2 separate regions of the Capsicum annuum genome follow, and region 1 is linked to region 2. A link is a contact called in public Hi-C data. All regions are on one chromosome and are shown on one strand. Each heading gives the region's core, a stretch centred on a gene start, on an enhancer-like site or on the middle of the called end of the contact. The rest is flanking DNA. Distances are from core to core; before and after follow the strand shown.

Region 1 (6,220 bases), core at 707-3,206, 100 kb after region 2:
CAGATAATTATTTTTCAATCGTTACTTTTTTTTTGAAATATGAGGATATATACTTGTGAACATTTGCATTTTAAATTTGGTCAGCCAAAATGACTTCATTTTCTACCTTTGAAGTTTACATCAAAATATTTTTTCAATTTCTTTGCCATTTTCATTACTAGAGTAATATCTGAACGACTGAATGATGCAACATTGATGTCATTGGGATAACACCACTCGCAACCAAATCAATTTATTATTCTATTTTATTTGTCATTTTTCTATCAATTTTTGACATACACTTTAGTATTTCAGAATACTAATAATAAAAATTTTAATCTTTAATCAACCTGTTTCTAGTCAATGATGAAGTTTTTATATCTTCAAATCATCAACCAAATAAATTTTATACCTAACAAAGTTTTTATGACTTCAAATCAGAATCAAATTCAAGCAGAGTGAAACACCACAGATTTTAAACTTCAAAAATCAACACAGAGATTTTAGCGAATTGGTAAAGTTTTTATATTCTTCAAAACAAATTCCTACACTGATTTCTCGGTGAAGCTTTATATCCTTCTAACCGAGGGAGTAGAAATCAAAAGATTTTAGTCTCCACAAAATCTGACCCAATACAAATTAACCAAGCACTTAGTTTTTTCCACCAAACAAACACAAAAAATAAATATTTTCTTATCATCTAATTTCATTAAGATTGTTGGTTTTTGTGGATTTAGTAAAATCTGTATTTTAGAATAAGAACTTCAAACACATGTTCAAACTAATCATATGAACAATCAAATGAAGTTGTAACTCTATATTCACAACTTTTAACTTCAACAATAAGTCCAACCCAGCTTATGAACATCAACAAATGAAGTTCAACTATTTTCTGAAAAATAGCAAATCAAACATTTAGAAAAAGATGAAGATTAGAAGATTCAAGTCTACCAAATTCATGGTGTATCCTTATAGAAACAATCCCCCCTCCCTCAAGTGCCTGAGACTATGGAATATGTCCTTTCGGGATAAAATGAATCAATTCGATAGAATAGCAACACCTAAAACTCTGTCGAATTACAAATGCACTCAACGATAGCAAATCATACTAGAGTTTTTTTCAAGAAAGAGGAGAGTTTTCTTCTTCAAAAATTTTGTATCTGTACCTGAGGAAAAGTTTAGATATTTATAGTCATCAAGGTGTTGTTTCATGAAGAGAAGTGATGGTTCAGAAAGGTTCTTTCCTTTATAAAGGTGTAACTATTTGAAAAAGGTACAACTCTTCGAAAAAGTCACAACCTATTAAAACGGTCATAACCATCCAAACCGAAAAGGTGCTTATTCAAATTGTATCCTTTTTTGGTGTTTTTTTAAAAAAAAAATACCTATTCATATTTTATTTTCACACCTTTTAAAAGCCTAAAAGTATCTTGTTTGGACACTAACATAGAATTTTTAAACACACAAAAAAAAAAATCTAGCATAGTAACAACTTCAAAATTAGAAAGAAACGAAATAGTTGTTAGCAAATAATAGTAGGTGGTACGCAGGGTCTTGAATAATTAATCCCACTCAACAAAATAGTTAGAATTATAAAATTTAGCTAGTAAAAATACATGAATTCACTTAAATTTGGGCAAAAAATTAGAAGACACCCTTTTATGTAATACAGAATCAACTGCATATTTTAAATGAAAAAGGTACAAATATACTCTCGACCTGTAATAAATGGTACAAATATACCTCTCGTCATAGTTTTGGTAGAAATATTCCTTTTGCCGTTAATGAAAAGGTACAAATATACCCTTATCACTATCGGCGGAACACGTGTCACAATCATATTCGTTTGTCCTTTTTAATTTATTTTATCCCCAAATAATTAAACTCACCTTAAATTATATATAATCCATATCTGGTCCTAATAAATCCGACCCGACCCAATCTCATAGAGAATTCAAGCAACACAAAAGACACGTCTCTATTCCCACATCTCTATCATTGGCACGAACATTATATGTAAATACATGACCCCAGTATTCAACATTATTAAGACAATCACAAGGAAAAGCTATGTTAACTCTGGATGTTGTTAGAATAAACGTGCTCGTGATATTAGTATTCTATTAAAGGATATCACTCTATGAGATGTTAAATAGTCGGGACATTACAGGGAGGTACTCTTCAGGCCAGATGAATAAGGAAGCTAAAGCTATATTACAATCATTTATGCAACCTGAATAACATGTTGTACAATTTGAGGATAAGTACATCAGGACTATAATTATTATTGATCTTGTTCCTTGTTTAGATTGCAAATTAAGGAATATCATTGTGCTGAATAAAACATGAAATGAAGAAAAATGTCGAGTTTTTCAACTGATTGGAGTTGAAGTACTTTCAACATGAGTTCAATCTTGTGATGTTGATCATTCTAGAGATGCATCTGTTGTATCGGTTGAATTCTCTATTAGATCGGGTCGGGTCGAATTCATTAGGATGGAGTATGGGTTATAATTTAGCGTGGGTTTAATTATTTGGCGATAAAATAAATTAAAAAGGGCAAACGAATATGATAGTGACACGTGTCCTGCTGTTAGTGATAATAATATATTTGTATCTTTTCATTAACGATAAGGATATTTATACCCAAAATATAGTGAAGAATATATTTGTATCATTTATTAAAGTTCGGAGATATATTTATACTTTTTCCGTATTTTAAATTAAAGAGCTTGTTGAATTCGAAAAACGGGAAAAAAGAAACAACTTTGTTAGTTACTATATTAATTGTCACTTTTAACACATATTAATTGTCAATATTACTATAACTATTAGATGTCAATAATAGTTTATAAAATCAAGATAGAATTATCTTTTTTATTTTTCTAAAATAAATTATTTGTAAAAGTAAATAATATTAATTATATTAAAATAATTAAGAATAGATTAGATAAAACTAATTTTTATTTATCATTTCTTCAAAAGTGTCTAAAGTAAATTTCGACAACTAATATCAAAACGGGGGAGTATTCAATTAGGAACTTGCAAAATATACAAAACAAAAGAGTATGTACTTACTGGGTATGATTTGTTTGATTTAAAAGATTAATAAATAAAAGAAAAATAATTTATTAATTTTATTTGTTAATTAACAATTGACAAAGAAATTTTCATTAGACCGGTCTAGTTATGATCTAGTATTAAGCAAAAACTAATTCACACATTGAACCTAAAACAAAAATTAGACAAATTCTGACACTTTATTGATTCAACCAGTTTTGACATAAAGGTTTTTATATTGTATAGCCGTCAATCAAAATGATTGTCAAGAAATATACATTATTTACATATTGATTAAATATACAAACAATAATTTATATATTAAACATGATTGAAATATCTTTTCGGTATATTGATTAGCGGTTACAGCTTATTGAGGGTATGACCTCAGATGGAAATGTATGGAGAACATGGATTATGATAGAGGATTAGTGTGTGTGGATTATTTGTAGCTAGTAGTTAGGAGTGCTTTAGTATGGTTGGGCTAGTAGTCTTAGGGCTTTGTACATAGGCTGAAGCTTCTAGTTGGGAGGGTTTGGGTGAGGTGTGTGCCTTTAGTTTGTTATTGTATAATATTACTTTATGGGTGTTTTATTTCTGTTATTTCAGCTTGTTTCTTATTTTATTTCGCTTTTTTTTACTTTTTTTGATACTGAATTGGGGTTTTATGGGAAACAACCTCTCTAGTTCTTTGAAAGTAGTGCTATAAACTTCATATATTTTACCCTTCTCAGACCTCACTAGGTGTGAATGCATTAAATTTCATAAGGTTAAAAATATCTTGCTGATCAAAATATTCAGACATATCCCTCGTTTAAAAGCAAAAACTCTTAAATCAACTAAAATAACCCAATTTCAGTCAAAATTACACAATCCCCTCTTTAAATCCGACCAAGACCCACCTAAATTAATTAAACTCATATTACTCAAATCCCAAACCCAAGTTCACAAACTGAAACATTACAGTTTTGATAGAGTTCTTGAGTATTAAAATAAAAGAATAAAAATTTCTTGAGTATTTGGTTATATTTGGTATCCACTCGATGGTATGATACCATCGCTGTCCATTCTGTAAGCCAACTAGAGACGAAGTTAATTAAAGGATGATATTGACGAGGCAAGAGATGTGAATTTGGGTTTGGGGTTTAATTAGTATGAATGTTTAATTAGGAAAAATAACATAAATATACCCCTTAATTTATTATATTTGTACAAATCTTCGCTCTTATAAAGTAACTAGTTTAGTGTACATGTGTTGCACGTGTATTTAATATTAAAGAAGAAAATTACATATATACTAAGTAATGTCTAGTTTTTATGTAGGATAGAATTTGTAGATCTATTGTATAAGATGTGCATCCAGGGGCGGATCTATGCTATAATTTGGGGTGTTTCGGCACCCACTAAAATCGATGCGGAATAGGTATAATTACACAGAAAATATATGAAAATAGGTATAAAACATATAAAAACACCCACTCTAACAAAAAGTTGGTTGGGAGCATTGACATTTAGGTTGATCTTAAGGTGCTTTACTGGAAGTGTTGACTCGGTTTTGAACCTCATTGAGGTCATTTTTTATTTTTCTCAACTTTTTAATTTTTTAATCACCCACTATCCTTAAATTCTGGATCCGCCACTGTGTGTATCCAGTTGTCTTCATAGAATCACCACTATATCTTTGAGTGTTTTGGATGATCTTCAATCTCTCAATATCAATAATTTGGCTACAAGAGGAAAAGAACTCTTATCCAAAATCTTTTGACGTTCCTACATTGTCCTTTTATAGTGTCATTTTTTATACTATATATATATATATATATATATATATATATTAATTAATTATTTTTTTTACCCAAATATCACTTCAAGTGTTATTATATTAATTGAATATGTCATTGTCTTCTACAAATAATATAAAAATTAAAGTACATAAGAGAATGTTTTATTGTATGCAACAAACTTACCCTAGATCTTGTGGTCTAGTCTACTTCTAACCCCGCAAATTGTGAAAGCTTTAGGAATCGTTTGATAGAGTGTATAAGAATAATGTTGAATAAGGTATATTAATAATGCTTGTATTATTTATGCAAGTATTAATAATGCTGGTATTAATTACACATACATTAATTTTACACATTGTTTGGTTTGATGTATTAAAGATAATATATATTTATACAATTTTTATAAAAAATACTTGTTTACCAAATTACCCTTCCTTGTACCATTTGTTTTCAAGGCATAGATGAAATTAGCAGCAGCTCCTGATTCAGTTCAACCAAATACTATTAATTTTGCTCACCTGTTGCTAAACTGCTAAACCCTAATTCCTCTTAAGTTTGATGGGTTCCAAAATTGGATCTCTCTCTGTTTCAGCGAGTAAGCTCTACTAAAATTCTGAGATCAAGCAAGATGTTTTATCATTGATTAGAGATTTGGAACAACCCACTAGTATTGTATGTATTGTTTTTGGTTCTGAAATTTAGGCCAAGAATCAGAGTTTCAACTCTCCATTTATCCTTTAATTGGATCTTATTCACTTTATTACTGTGTGTGATTTCCATGCTCAAAACTTCAATTGATTGATTGGTCTTATAGCATTTGTCAAGGAATTTCCTTAAAATATTTGTTATTTCTTCTGCCTCAAAACTTCAATTGATCTTTAGGCCAAATAAGTTGAAAAAAACTTCATTATTTGAGAATTTTTGTGAACACCCATTATTAATCTGGAAGAAGCAACTCTGAAATGGTGATATGGTGGGAAAGGACCAGTGTGATATGGTGGAAAAAGAAAGCAAAAAAATAATTTTAGGGGTAATAGTGTCATTTAGCAAATTAATAAATGCGTTGAAAGTCTTGCATAGCTAATACATGAAAAATGATGTGTATTACTAATACACATCCCAATATACAATAGAGTGTATTATTAATACATGTTGGGCTATGCATAGTTTAAAAAATGATATCAAACAAGGTAATACTAACACACAAAAACTAATACATGCATTATATTTTTAATACACTCTACCAAACGACCCCTTAGTGCACTGACCTGATAGGGCCTATTAATCAGATTCAAATAGAGTAGTTGTACTTTGTACGGGTACAACTATTATTTGAACAAAGTGAAAAAAATATGATCTTTGTTGTATGATAGAACAAACACTAATTTCTTAATTGA
Region 2 (6,392 bases), core at 2,665-5,164:
ATGTTGTTTAAACTCTTACCTAAAAACAGTGCATTATTTATTTATTTTTGGTGAAGCTGCTTTTAGAGTATGGAACTAATATGCATTAACTGCCGGAGTTTAGGGTCCTTTTGTACAATGCCATCAAACACTGGTCAAATGGGTGGAATGTAGAGGTGTCTACTAGGTTTAAACCAATTGTTCAAGATATACCTAGATTGATTTGTTGGCAATTGTGGAAGAAGAGGAATAGAATAAATCATGGTAGATCAATGCCAATCAATAGAGTTATGTATGAAACAAATGTGAATTTGCACCACTTAACCATCAACAAATTTCCTTGGCTGAAGGAAATATCATCTAGCTGGACACTTTTGGTAGATTTCTTACAAAATTACAGAGCTCAGTTGAAGACTATCTTAGTGGTATGGAAAAGTTCAAATCTTAGATGGTACAAATGTAGCTCGAATGGTGCATCAAGAGGGAATCATGGGATGAGTTCAATTGCATTTTGTATAGCGAATGGGTATGAAAATATAAGATATGTTTACAGTAGATAAATTCAAGCAAGAACAAGCATTTTTGCAGAAGCATTGCAATAAAGGAGAGCTATGAATATTGTGTACAATATCAATTACTTTCTCTAATTCTTGAAACTGACTCTATAGCCCTTACTAAAATGGTGAAAGAAAAATGATAGAGTCGTTACAACACTGTGATGATTATTAAGAGACTAAGAGAATTATTTAAAAGAAACATGATTCAGATCTAGCACACATACAGAGAAGAAAACTCACTATAAGATTTTTTTAACTAATTATTGTTTTAGTTTTGCAGGTATAAAATTTTCAACACCTTCTTAGAGTTACCTAGGAAAGCAAAGAGCATTCTAATCCTAGATTAGCAGTAAACACCATATATGAGAATCAAAAGACTAAAAAGGAAAGCATCATATTGAGAGTATTTTATAAATATTCTGATCATCTACTCCCAAAAAACACAGATTATCATGTATGGGAGGTTCAACACAAAATAAAAAGTTAAAGCTCAGCAATTTCACAAATATACAGCCCAAATATTGACATTAATTAATTGTAACCATGCTAGTAGGGTATAATTTCTTAAACTGATATGACTGAGGCATTAATTTTAGTGAGATTCAATCATATATAGAGAAATAAATAGGGGTATCATATTAGTTGTATAAAATTAATAGAAGCTTCAGATCTGACATACAAATGGGAAGAGATAGTGTCGAGAGCTTGGCATTTCATTCCATGGGTAACAATAAACAGCAGCTGATGATATTTGTACATATTAGGGAAAAAGACACAAATGGCCACTAGGGCGAAATTAATTCCACGAAAAGGCCATGAAATTCAAATTCCATTTTCTAGCTATTTTAATTTGTTGGCTTGTTTTATACAGTTTCTATGCATATTCTATAGAGCTTCTATACATATCTTATACATATAAATATTCTATACGAAAATAATATATAGTTTCAATACACAATTTATTCAAAAATTGTATAGTTTTTTACACATTTTATATAACAATTATATAATTTTTATACATTTTATAAATATATATATATATATATATATATATATATATATATATATATATATATATATTTAGAAAAGGATAGAATGACCCAAGTTGGAAACTGTATTGGTATTGTAAATAGACTGTATCAATATTGTATATAAATTGTATTTGAACAACAAGAGCCAAAATAACCCAAATTAGAAAATGGCTATAATGTGGAAATAAAATAGTTGACTGGCTCTTTTTTGACAAAATGTCAAACTTGGACTATTTATTTTAAAAATGGTCATTTTTCCTATTTTTTATTAAGCAATAAAAGGTCTATTGGCCAGGTTTTGATTTTTATTTTTTAAAAAAAAAAGTGGAATATGATTTTATATTTTTATTTTTATAATTTAAAAATATAAGTTTTTTTCTAATGTTTTTGAGTGTTCTGGTACGAAGGAGAATAACTTCTATAAAGTACTTTTCAAATTTTTCTTGTTTGGTTGGTCAAAATTTTTGAAAATAATTTTTCAAAAAAAAAAAAATTCTTAAAATAAGAAAAATAAACTAATAAAAATAAGAAAAACAAATTCTATAAGTGACATTATCCCAAATGTGTCTCCTTCCCACCTACCTAACACCCCAACCTTTGACCATTCACCACCGTCGAACCCCCCCTCCCCCCTTCCCTCCATTCAACCGTTATAGTGTTTTCCTAGATTACTTATAAATGCCTTTAAAATAATATATTTATTATTTTTACTTAAGTTCAAAAGAATTTGAATGTCTATACTTACTTGAAAGGTATACTTGACTAATTATTGAAAACCTCAAGTCGAATTCGAATCTAGAGAATTCAAATAGACAAGATTCGGCAGATTCAAAGAAATAGAATATGATATATCCCTCATTGATTCATCTTTCCTTTCATAGTTGATTTCTTCATTTGAATTTCTCTATTTCTTTCTGTGTATGTCTTCCTAGATCCTGTTATGTGTGCAATACAAAGTTCATAATACAGAATTCATTCAATTCATTCTATTGGTCCGACCCATTCAAAATATCATCTTTTAAATAAATGTGAGAATTCCAATAGATCCCTAATTGTCATTTTTTTTTGTTAGCCTAACAATAATTCTGTAAATTAGACTTGCTTAATCCAGAACAAAATGGATAATCGTTAAATATCTGTGAAAATAATTTTGTTAACATTTCATGAACAACTTATTAAACACGAAAAAGCATGTAATAAATCCATTTATTTTAATTTATTTTGCTATTTATTACTACTTTGGGCCAATTTATATCTTTTAAAATTTAGGGGTTGGTCTGAAAGCTTAGATAAAGAGATTTGAGTTAACTTATACTTATCTTAAAACGAATCTATGTATTGAAGATTAAAATTTTGAATCTAAATTCCTGATTGAGTCTTGATCCATTCCTTTTAATTAGAATCTCCCAAGTGTCTTTTGGGGGACTTTGATTGCCTTAAGTAGTTACTAATAGGGGTGGGCATGGTATCATATATATCGAATTATCATATCGAATTGAAATTTTTGATATCGTGATTTTTGGTATTATGGTATTTGGTATGGTATATGGTATATATTTTAAATTTTTTTGGTATATGGTATGATATACGTTATTTACAAATGACATACCGAAATACCGAATACCATACTGAAATATATATAGTTACATAAGTAACTTTTATATATATATACACACACAATAAAAAATACTTAGTATTAGTATAAAAATATTTAAACTTTGAAACTTTCACTATTCTATCTTGATTGAAATGTCTTTTTAGTGCAATTGACTAATAAAAGGAATTGTTTGTACTTCTTTTTCAATATTTCTACATGTGTAATGCATTTTTATGATACAATTAACACATGTTTTTGAAAAGTTGAAGTAATAATACTCTAGTATACGAATATATATTGTCAAAGTTAAATAAATTATGATTATCAATTATCATACCGCAAAATAATAAAACCAAACGTTAAAATACTGCACCATACCAAATTAATATGGTACGATAATGGTATAATATTTTTAAAAACTAAATACTAAAATTTTAAATACAATATCATATTATATCATGTCCATCCCTAGTTATTAGTTCAACTCTTTGAACCATCCAAACTGAATTTCATCCGTTTATATGGCACCGATAGTGAGATGTGAATTCTCAAATACATCACTGGAAAAATCCCCCAAAATAATAGAAACAAGTAAGAAAATTGAAGAAGAAAAAGAAAAGTAGGAAATAACTGATATCTTTTTCACTAGTCAATAATTGTATACTTTTTTCGAGGCTAATAATCCAAGAGCACTTGAGTCTCATTAGGCATGCATTTGTCTTATTGTGTAAATCATCATGTAAAAAGATTTGATGAATGATTTCATTATGAGAAACGTGTTGCGGCAGCTTGCTTTTATGGTCCCACCATTCAGTGACTTCTTGTCCTGGTCTAATGTGGATTTATTTTATTAAGAACTTTCGACTAGAATTATATATTACTATTAATACTTTCAAGTTATAAAATAATAAAGAACAAGAAGAATCATAAAGAGAATAAAGAGAGTGATTTTTATTTCTTCTCTTGAGGAATGATTTATAATGAAGGAAACTCTTTTATTTATAAGGAGAATTTGTCCCTAATTTTACACTAAAAGATAAATACATTAAATCCTGATAGACATCAAATAGATCTTGATAGACATTCACTATAATTAATATATATCATAACACTCCCCCTTGAATGTCTAACAATACGCATATAGGCTACCTCATTAAAAACCTTACAAGAAAAATCCAGTGGGACAAAATCTCGTAAGGGAAAAAGAGTACAACGCGTATTAACTCCTCCTAATAAGAACATCCTTGAATCTTTGCATTCCGATCTTGTGCACCATCTTCTTAAAAGTTACAGTTGGAAGAGACTTGGTGAATAAATCAGCCACATTGTCACTTGAACGAATCTGTTGTACGTCAATATCACCATTCTTTTGGAGCTCATATGTATAGAAGAGCTTTGGCGAAATGTGCTTCGTTCTATCTCCTTTTATGAATCCATCTTTTCGTTATGTTATGCATGCTGCATTATCTTCATATAAAATTGTGGGTACTTTGTCACATTTCAAGCCACATTTTTCTCGAATGAGATGTATTATGGACCTCAACCGCACACACTCTCGGCTTGCTTCATAAATAGCTATAATCTCAGCATGATTCGATGAAGTGGCTACGATAGATTGCTTTGTTGATCTCCAAAATATGGCAGTACTCCCACATATGAATACATAGCCTATTTGAGACCGAGCTTTATGAGGGTCAGATAAGTACCCAGCATCAGCATAACCAACAAGATCGAAACTGCAATCTTTAGAATAAAATAAGCCCATATCGGTTGTCCCCTTTAGATACCATAATATGCGTTTGATCCTATTCCAATGTCTCCTAATAGGAGCAAAACTATATCTTGCTAGCAAATTTACTGAAAAGAAAATACCAGGCCTTATAGTATTTGCAAGATACATTAGTGCACCAATTGCACTAAGATATGGAATTTCAGGACCAAGGAGTTCCTCATTCTTTTCTTGAGGTCAAAATGGATCCTTATTCACATCAAGTGATCGAACAACCATCAGAGTACTTAATGGATGTTCTCCATCCATATAGAATTGTTTCAACACCTTTTCTATGTAGGCAAATTGATGGACAAAGATACCGTTTGTCAAATCCTCAATTTGCAAACCAAGGCATAACTTTGTCTTTCTGAGATCTTTCATCTCAAATTCTTTCTTTAGGTAATCAATTATCTTTTCAAGCTCTATTGGCGTTTCAATAAGGTTTATGTCATCGACATAGACAGCAAGCATAACAAACTCTGACGTTGTTTTCTTTATGAAAACACATGTATAAATTTCATCATTCGTATAACCTTCTTTAGATAAATATTCACTAAGATGGTTATACGACATGCGTTCAGATTGCTTCAAACCATACAATGATCCTTGCAATCTAATGGAATACATTTCTCGAGGCTTTGTACTATATGTTTTCGGCATTTTAAATCCTTCAAAATTTTTCATGTATATCTCCTTATCAAGTGATCCACATAGATAGGTTGTTACCACATCCATCAAATGTATTTCAAGTCTCTCATGGATAGTGAAACTAATAATATGACGCAATGTTATTGTGTCAATAAATGGTGAATATGTCTCATCATAATCGACACCAGGCCGTTGTGAAAATCCTTGTGCAACAAAGCGTGCTTTATACCTTTATATTTTATTTTTCTCATTTCTTTTTCGCACAAAGACCTATGTATAGCCAACAGGTTTAACACCATTAGGTGTTTGAGTTATAGGTCCAAAAACTTCACGTTTGGCAAGTGAATTCAATTCAGATTAGATTGTTTCTTGCCATATTGGTCAGTCATTTCTTTTTCGATATTCTGTGATAGATCGAGGTTCAAGATCCTCTCTATCTTGCATGATTTTCATTGCAACATTGTATGCAAAGACAGGATCCACTACTATTTTATATCGATTCAAATTAGTTTCAACATCACTTAAATTTATGGATAGTTCCTCATTTTCTTGAGTCTCAGGCTCATTGATTCCTTCAGGAATATCAACATTGCTCAAATCTTGAGCTTTCATATGAGGATCTTTCGTAGTGTCATGTTGACCATTTTTTTCTAGGATTTCAATCCTGAGAACCTAATGGTCTGCCTCGCTTCAAGCGTGCTTTAGATTCATTAGCTATGACACTAGTGGATGGTCCTTTAGAGACATCAATTAGAATTGGGACATTCTCTACAAGAATATGTGATTTGGTGATCCTTTTCAAATTAGTA

Evidence for each region. Hi-C and Micro-C count contacts between places; a contact is called where the count stands out from the background.
Region 1: a contact with region 2 is called in a Hi-C map of placenta, with 2.7 times the contacts expected there. The contact joins two enhancer-like sites. A contact is called at or near these places in 2 of 5 Hi-C or Micro-C datasets (leaf and placenta).

The regions. Positions count from the first base shown.
Region 1 is chr4:36,932,740-36,938,959 of UCD10Xv1.1, forward strand. No RefSeq gene overlaps it. Among protein-coding and RNA genes, the nearest start is that of LOC107868042, 340 kb to the right of the region's middle. Within about 2 kb of position 1,957, at least 5 of the 5 cell types and tissues checked have an H3K27ac peak or open chromatin away from gene starts, as enhancers often do. A contact at or near this core is called in leaf, where this site is marked.
Region 2 is chr4:36,829,192-36,835,583 of UCD10Xv1.1, forward strand. No RefSeq gene overlaps it. Among protein-coding and RNA genes, the nearest start is that of LOC107869728, 330 kb to the left of the region's middle. Within about 2 kb of position 3,915, at least 3 of the 5 cell types and tissues checked have an H3K27ac peak or open chromatin away from gene starts, as enhancers often do. A contact at or near this core is called in leaf, where this site is marked.